Linked DNA regions of Mus musculus: region 2 is linked to region 1. Evidence: chromatin contacts called from public Hi-C data. All regions are on one chromosome and are shown on one strand. The core of a region is the stretch at or near the end of the contact, and the rest is flanking DNA. Distances in the headings are between cores, read along the strand shown. Region 1 has its middle 53 kb from the start of Tmem26. Region 2 has its middle 4.7 kb from the start of Gm33263.

Region 1 (4,235 bases), core at 740-3,239:
TGAGTGGTCCCACAGTTATCATTTAAGATACATCTTAGAAGAATTCTTTCTTTCTTTCTTTCTTTCTTTCTTTCTTTCTTTCTTTCTTTCTTTCTTTCCTTCAGAAAGTCAGAGTTGGATCCTCTTTGGGCTACTTTTAATCAAATTTGGAATTTGTAAAGTTTGACTGGATAGGTCATCTCCTCACTGGAAGCCTCCACACTTCTTGCTAATTTAGCCCCATGTCCTCTAGCTTTCTGAACTATAAAACACCACTGAAGTGGTTCTTACATCTGAAACACTTTCTATCTAATAGTCATAGAGCTTTGTCTAGGGCTGGCTAAGATAAATAGCTGTAGCAATTTCAAGGTACTTAAAGTCACATTTCTTGATAATCTCGGAATTTTCAGGGACCATTAGAGATCCCTGTGTGAATCTTCGAATAATGAAAAGTACATTTTAGCAGAGATTTTTTTTTTTTTAGGTACTCTGTTCTTGCTGCATTGATTTAGAAACACATTTCTAAATCAATTTTTTTTCTGAGATTTTTAACTTGTAATAAAATGAGTCTTGGCTGAAGTGCCCTTTACAATCTAAACGCTTGGGCTTGAGAACCACGGGCCAAATTGAGAATTAATTAACATTTCGAGGCCGTGGTGCTATATGGCTTAATCCTAAATTGTACTTCAAATGAGGATTGATTTCCTCACTATAGCAAAAACAACTGTTCCCTCTACTCATGCCCTTTAAAATATAAAATATATGGCTAGTGTGTATTTAGAGAATGAGATTAAATAATGTGACCATTAAATGTTTTTAATGGAGCCATAATCATATCCCATTATGGAATCCGTGTTCACTAAGTCATCTTTCCTACCTCAAGAAAACATTTATTATAGAATGAGAAAGATGGAAAGCCATCCAATATGGAGTGCATTAGGATAATTTATGTATTCATACATCGCATAGTAGACATTTATTTCTCAAAATTCTTAAAGCGCAGGTAATAATGGAACCAGTCAGCAATTTGCCATTTGCAATTAGTCACCCTCTTCATATTCAAAATATTCAATTTTTCCTGCTATTGGAGGGAGTAATGATTAATTGATAAAAGTTTAACAAATGCAGTAATGGCAGGTGTTCCAAATTACAAAGTCTTCCAAATGATTCTCCCCAAAACTACTTTATGCTAATTTGTACAACGTTAGTCATAACACTTTATGATTTTACTTTTAAAATGGCTTCTCTTTCAGTCACCCTAATTTAATTAAGAATTTTAACTAGTTCCGTGTATCAAGAACACCAATGAATTTTAAATTTTCTGAGTTTGATTACCATAAGAGATTAACAAGAAGTCTCATAAAAATGCACGGCTGCCAATTAGAAGCATCAACGCTGCGTAAATTAGAATTTGTTAATTGGTTTAGCAAATGTAAATTCAATTTTTTGAAATTTTATGAACTGAAAAATTGATTATATTTTTGTGAGCCTCCAGAAGTATGTTATTAATGCTGATATTTGCTACGGCAGTTCCTGAGATATTGCTTGTATTTTAGACACAAATTCTGTTTCATTTATTTCAAACAGATAGGACTATAGGCTTCATTTTTCATCCCCACAGGTTACCCCTCACAACTGCCACAGTATTAAGCGGATACTGAAACATACATTTTTCTCTCATCTGTCTTCCTCCTCAGCAAGACAGATAAAATGGGCAATTTAGGTACAGTTTGCTTTGTGTTTTCAGTATTAAAGTACATACAATTAATTTCATTTTCTTAAACACCGTGTTTATGAAAAAATTTATAGATGCCTTTAAAAAGATGTGTATGGAAATAGCATTCAGGTATGCAGATTAACATTGCCTGCCTCTGAGAAAAAGACCTAGCTATCTTGTGTGTTATAATTATAAGGAGGAAAAAAATCTATATTTTAGTATGCACTGTGGAATGGGCAGGGCTGTTAGCAATGGAAAATCAGAATCTATTCTTAGCCAAGTCTGCAAGCAGTCTGGTCACGATCCGTCCGTCACTTGCTTCCATGCTGGGCTGCTATCAGGAAACTGAGGGCAGAATTTAGGACAGGCTGGACATGTTCTCATGGTTAAATCTTCATCATATGAGAGGGAGGGAAGGTGGTGGCAGGGGTGGAGGGCCACAGCCCTGGATGGCTTGGAGAACCCATCACTTTAAATTTGCTAGATAATTTGACTCATTTGAGAATAGTCATGAACACGCTCCCTTCGCTCCTGAACCTCTCCAGCTCCCCTGAGAGCTGTTTTTAAATCTCAGTGCAGTGCAATCTCCCCCAAAGGCTCTAAGTTCAGCAGATGTACTTCGTTGCCCAAAATCAATGGATACACCGGCTGTCCAAAATTAGGGTAATTCAATTACTGTAGCCATGATTAGCTTCCCAAAGGGACAGCATGGGGTGAGGCGGAGGGTGAAGGAAGCTCAAACTTTCTTTGTTCATCAGTAGGGGTGGGGAGGGCTTAACGTTTAAAAAGAATATGCTTCCTGAAGTTGGGTCTGCATCTCCTCAGCTCTAAGCAGGACCAGAGCCCAGATAACCACACTTGGGAACTAGATTGTGATAGGGAGGTCTGGGAAGGCTGTGACACACACCCAGGCTTTAAAGTGCTGTCACCAGAAGCCTGCATCACTGTAGGGAGCAAACTACCATCTGCTTATAGGCTGATTTTTTAAAACCCCAATCTTTCTTCCTTTCTGGATACTTTCCTCCAACATGATCTACATGTAATGCTAGTTTAAAGCAAAAAAATAAAAACGTGGGAACCTCAATTCCCCAAAGTAATAAAAATTGTGTTTAGTACATTTGGATCTTAGTGGAATATTATACAGTTACTAAGGTAAGATAGGTCATAAAATATGTGAAAATATACTCACAATATTTAATTCAACCACTAAATATTGTTGTATGTTTCTTAACTCTCAGGCTTTGAATAAGACCCTTTATCAGCCAGACACTTGACACTTAGTTAAAAACTATATAAATATTAAAAATAATTTGAGGATCAATAGTTGCCATGAGGAAGCATAAAGCAGATGAAGGGGTCAGTGTGGGGTGTGGAGGACATTTCAACACACACCTCTAGGGGACATTAGTGTCCCTCATGGCTCTGGAAATAAAACCTCACCTTGTCCTGGTCATGACAAGAGCATTCCCAGAGCAGGAAATCAGCCTGGCTGTTCTGAGTTTTGAATGAGAACACCAGATATGAAGGCAGGAAGTGGTGGGCTAGGTAGTAAGCAGAATTGCTGGGGAGAATGGAGGAGTGCCCTGCTCATGAAGGAAGCCAAGACAGTATCATGCTCGCCTATCCCACTTCTGAAGGCTGGAGTCAAGATGGGCTGAGTCCTGCACCCCTAGTTCTCCCCGATGTAAGAAAGAATCCCATCACGATGGACTGCATGTTTAATAACCAGAGATGCCCAACACCTTGCATCATATCTGACAGAGTGTAGACCAGAGAGCTGCACCATAAATATGTCTAATATAACTAAGCACCATATGGACCAGAATGATGTATCTGTGAACCCGCTGGGGTCCTTTGTTGACTATCTGAGGAAGTAATGTTCCAGAATAACAGAAAATTCATACAATGGTTAAGGAAATTCCTGACCCATAGAGCTTATTTAGGGTGCTCTTAGATTTACTTCACATGTGTTTTCATTGATTAGACATTTAGGTGTTTTATTGTATGTGTATGAGTGTTTTGCATATATGTATGTATGTGCACCACGTATATGCCTGGTAATTATAGAAGAGAGTATTGGATACCCTAGAACTGGTTTCAGGCTGTTGTGAGCCTCTACATCAGTACTGAGAAGCAAACCTGGGTCCTCTGCAATAGCAACAAGTGCTCTTAACTGGTGAACCATCTTTCTTGCATCCGTTCCAAAAAAAATTTTTTGAGGGGTTCATACACTTGCACACTGTATTTTGATCTGACCCACCCACTGTACCCTCTATCCATCTCCTCAGAGATCCCTCCTTACTATGTCTCCCTCCAATGTCTTATATTTCCCCGCCCCCAGATTTGCTGGGAATATTCTCAGGCTTCAGAGGACAATAATTATCTACTCTCTAGTTGAAATTCTATGGGAGATGCCCAGGCGAAATGATTGCGCTCGAAACCACAATTTCTTAGGCTCTTCGGCAGAAAAGCAGTATTTGTGTTTCCCACAGCATGGCGGGGGTGGTTGACTAATAAACGCTTGCATGTTATTTCAAAG
Region 2 (4,090 bases), core at 368-2,867, 490 kb after region 1:
TGTGATAAAATGACATGATTTCTTCGGAGGGATATTAAAAATGTATGCCTTCTTTCCCCCCCCCCAAAGTGCCAAGAAATTCAAATACAAATTCTACTACTTTTAGCTACTTTGACTGTGTTGACCAGTGTGTGTGTGTGTGTGTGTGTGTGTGTGTGTGTGTATGCACATGTGAGCATATGTGTGTATATATGTGCATGTATGTGTGTATGGAGTTGAGTGTGTGCATGTATACATCTGTGTATATGTGCTTGTTCCTGTATGCACATGTATGTGAGCATGTATGTATGTGTGTGCATGTATATGTGTGTGCACTTGAGTGTGTGCATGTATATGTCACTCTGTGTGCATGTATGTATGTGTACATGTGCATTCTTTTTCTTTTTTATTTTCAATGTTGTTTTCTGATTTTTACTCATATCTTATAAACTTGATTTTTGGAAACCATATCAAATCCTTAAGGTAAAATGTGTCAGGGTACAAACATAATAAGTACCTCATTAAAAAAAAAGGCTGAGATCAGTTGTGTCTATCAGTTTAATGTATCCTTGTCCCCAGCACTACACACACACACACACACACACACACACACACACACACACACACGTGGGGGTGGGGGGAAGAGAATGAAATGAGGACCTATGACCCAACAATACTCTGAGACAAACATGTCCAGAAGATTCCATCCTTCCAAATAGATAAGTTATAACCAGAGAAAAGACAGTGACAACCCAAAGCCACCTGATTGGTGGCAGCTGGCACTTGCCTTACGTGGTTATATTTTGCCAGTATTCAGTGTCTGCTTGGCTGGAGGGCCGATGACTGGAGGCCAGTTTAGTTCAATCTTAGCTCAGTGCCACGGCCCTTGTTTTAACCGGATCGTCTCTCCACTCCTCACCTCCCTGGATCCTCAGAACAATCCTACTGAGAGGACATGGGAGCAGGGATGGAACTCAGTTGGCACAGACTGGCCCAGCATGCACAAAGTCCTGAGTTGCATCCCCTGAACTGTATAAAACATGGCATGTTGCTGATGCTTGCCTGTAGTCCTGGCACTGGGGATATGGATGCATGGGAGCTGATATTCAAGGACATCCTCAACTATGTATCAAGGGTTGAGGCCAGCCCAGGCTACATGAATTAAAAGTAATAATAATAATTGAGGCCAGTCCAGGTTAAATGATTAAAACATAATAATAATACTAATAGTAATAAAGACCCCTAGAGGAGGGTTCACTCTAGCATCCTGCTTCCAAGGGCAGCCCTTTTCCCCTGCTCCCCTGAAAGAGGGGTAACTTTCTGCCCCTCTTACACTAATTCTTTGGGAGATTTCCAAATGGCATGTCCTGGCTGAGCAGTTCTTGTCCTGATGGAGAATCACCACTAGTGTATGGAGCTAATATTGTATCGGCAGTTTCTTCTCTTCACTATGTGTCTCCTGCTTCCACCTCCTTCCTAGGTTTTGCAACACAGAGGCATCTAGACGCGCGTCCTTCACCAGGCTGTCTTCAGTAATGAAAATGGAGTTGAAGCTTATTTTTCCCTTTTGCATGGTAAGTACTAATTTGTGTGACTAAATTAGCACTGCATTCTACAGTATATATATATTTTAAAAATGTAGAAACATTGCTTTACGTAAAGATGGCACACCATATGAATAGCAACCAGACTCATGTTAAGGGTGTTTGCATTTTCACAAAAAAAAAAAAAAATGAAATAAGAACACTCCATTTTTAAACATTACATCATGGGTTTTATAAATTGTAGTTGAACATGTTTCCTCTGATCTACAATTTGAGTCATCTTGACCTACATAGGAGTTGGGATCATGAAAATAACATGAGTCTTCCCTGCATATTTTATACACAAGTAGAGTTTTGTGCACAAAACTGACATGTGGTCCTTGAAACATCATGGCCACATACAAGGACGATTTAGAAATGGACAGATTGCTGTTCGGTAGCGCTCCTGTTCTTCCCAGATGCCTCTCTTGGAGTATCTACCCGTCTTGGCCCCAGCAACAGCTGTCTTCAACTCAAAAAATGCATGATCACTCTGCAAGTGGCTAGGCCAAAGGTCAGAGTGAACAGGAGACATCAGCTTTTGGAGAAAAGGGGCAATGTTGGTAGGTTTTTTTTCTTCTCCCCAGACCGACTCTGCCTTGCCTACCCACAAACGTATGTGTTAATTTCAGTCCGCAACATGTTTTATTTTTATTTCTATATTTAATGTTCTGATGCATATTTTACAGAAATGCCTTCTGTGTGTAGCTATGAATATTGTAAGCATTTCATTTATTCCAGGCTTGGGGAAGTACGCATACCTGAATGTATGTGAGGGCTGAATTACAGATAACTCTTAGACAAATGTGGCTTTTATTACCTTTAACTACACGGAGTAACTTCAACAAAACATTACAAAGTAGAAGTCCTTAGGGGAACCCTTAATAACAAACCATGAGAATATTCTGGTATTAGCATATAGATTGGATGTATGGAAGAGCTCGGAAAGGGTCCCTGAAAAAAAAAAATGGTTTATTCTGTGTCTAAAAATTGTACATAAGGCTGAAAAGACATGTTTAAAGCACCATATCTTATCTGCCCATAAATACAGCGTTTGCAAAGCAAAGGTAAACATAAGCCCAGTCTGTGAACAAGTTATTAAAAGGTTTTAAATGTGCTAGGGCCCCATAGTCACCATGTGTCACCATGTGTGCATACCTAACTTAAAGCGTAGGTGAGTGAGTGTTTGCCCCTACATCTCAGACTGGGGGGAAGGGGAACTTGCGCTAATAAGTCAGGATCCTATTTACACTGTTAATTCCCTACGCAATTGCTTATTTAAAGAAGTTCCGTCCTTGGGGTTTCCATTAATTAAATCTATTTGCAGTGTATGCAGCAGGCATTTCAACTTTTCCAGTCCTGTTTTTCATAAGCCTGATTCAAATAGGTCTGTGTCATAATGCCTCTTATTAAGGCATTGGCCTTTGCTTTTTTTAAGGGAGTTTCAGAACAGCTATGTACATAAAAATGGCTAATTCAAATGCCCCTGTATTTTAGAAAAGTCAACCTATTAAATGTGAAATATTCTCTTTGTGATGGTAAGTATACTTCTGCTGAACATGTGTCTGACTTCTAATGTTTCAGTAAGTTCTATTTATTCTGGGTTTCTTTTTTTTCCTTCTGCTTTGACTTTGCAAGCCTATTTTTAACTGTCACTGTGCCCTTAGGATTTTAGGCAAGCTTTTCAGGGTGCATATATTTGAAATAGAGTTTGATGAATTCTTTGCAAATTTCACACATACTTACAATGTATTTCAATCATATCCAACCTCCCCTTCCCATAACACCCTCCCTTCCCAACCTCATGGACTCTTTTTTTTTTTTAATAGGTTCATAGGTAGAGGAAAAGAGACCTGGAGAGGAAGAGAGAGGGGAAGGGAGGAACACAGAGGCATAGCAAATAGGGGCTTCAAACAAAAACTAAGGAAGTCCACAGTACAAGAATGGGTGTATTTAGACCCCAGCCTCAACCTTCTTTAAAAATAAAATGAAAGATAACCCACTGAGTCCAACTTGTACTGCCCATAAATGCCTGGGCACGGAGCCATCCATCAGAGTGTGGTTGGCCTACTCAGTGCCACACCCTTAAAGAAAACTGACTCTCCCTCCCCCCAGAAGCCATCAACTCTCTCCATCAGGAGCGGGGGGTGGAGCTCATGAGCTCTTCCCAGCCCCTTGCTGACTGGCTTGATGGTGTGCAGGTAGCCACACCTTCTGTGAGCTCATAGATCACAGCTGTCTTGTTGTAACAGGACCCCAGGCCATAGCACAACCAACTCCATGATGGAAGTCCCCTTCAGGCTGTAAAACTTAGCAGGTAGACAGCACCTCCTGCCAAAGGGGAAGCAAAGGGCTAATCCATCAAAGTCCATAACTCTGAGAAAGTCTCTCAACGTACTAACTTTGCTGTTTGGCTTCTGTAGTTCTACTTCTTGTTAACTGAAGTATGTCAACCCAGAACATGGTTTTGTGCTTAAAAGCTCACCCTGGGAAAGACTCCGTGATACACTGGGGTCCGAAACACCTAG

Evidence for each region. A called contact is a pair of places that touch in the nucleus more often than the background predicts.
Region 2: a Hi-C map of cortical neurons shows a contact between it and region 1, with 3 times the contacts expected there. The contact joins two enhancer-like sites. A contact is called at or near these places in 1 of 484 Hi-C or Micro-C datasets (cortical neurons) and 1 of 9 other capture datasets (adipose tissue).

What each region holds. Positions count from the first base shown.
Region 1 is chr10:68,668,217-68,672,451 of GRCm38.p6, forward strand. No RefSeq gene overlaps it. Among named protein-coding and RNA genes, the nearest start is that of Tmem26, 53 kb to the right of the region's middle. Within about 2 kb of position 1,990, at least 6 of the 459 cell types and tissues checked have an H3K27ac peak or open chromatin away from gene starts, as enhancers often do. A contact at or near this core is called in cortical neurons, where this site is marked.
Region 2 is chr10:69,153,979-69,158,068 of GRCm38.p6, forward strand. It overlaps a transcript of Rhobtb1 not described here. Among named protein-coding and RNA genes, the nearest start is that of Gm33263, 4.7 kb to the left of the region's middle. Within about 2 kb of position 1,618, at least 6 of the 459 cell types and tissues checked have an H3K27ac peak or open chromatin away from gene starts, as enhancers often do. A contact at or near this core is called in cortical neurons, where this site is marked.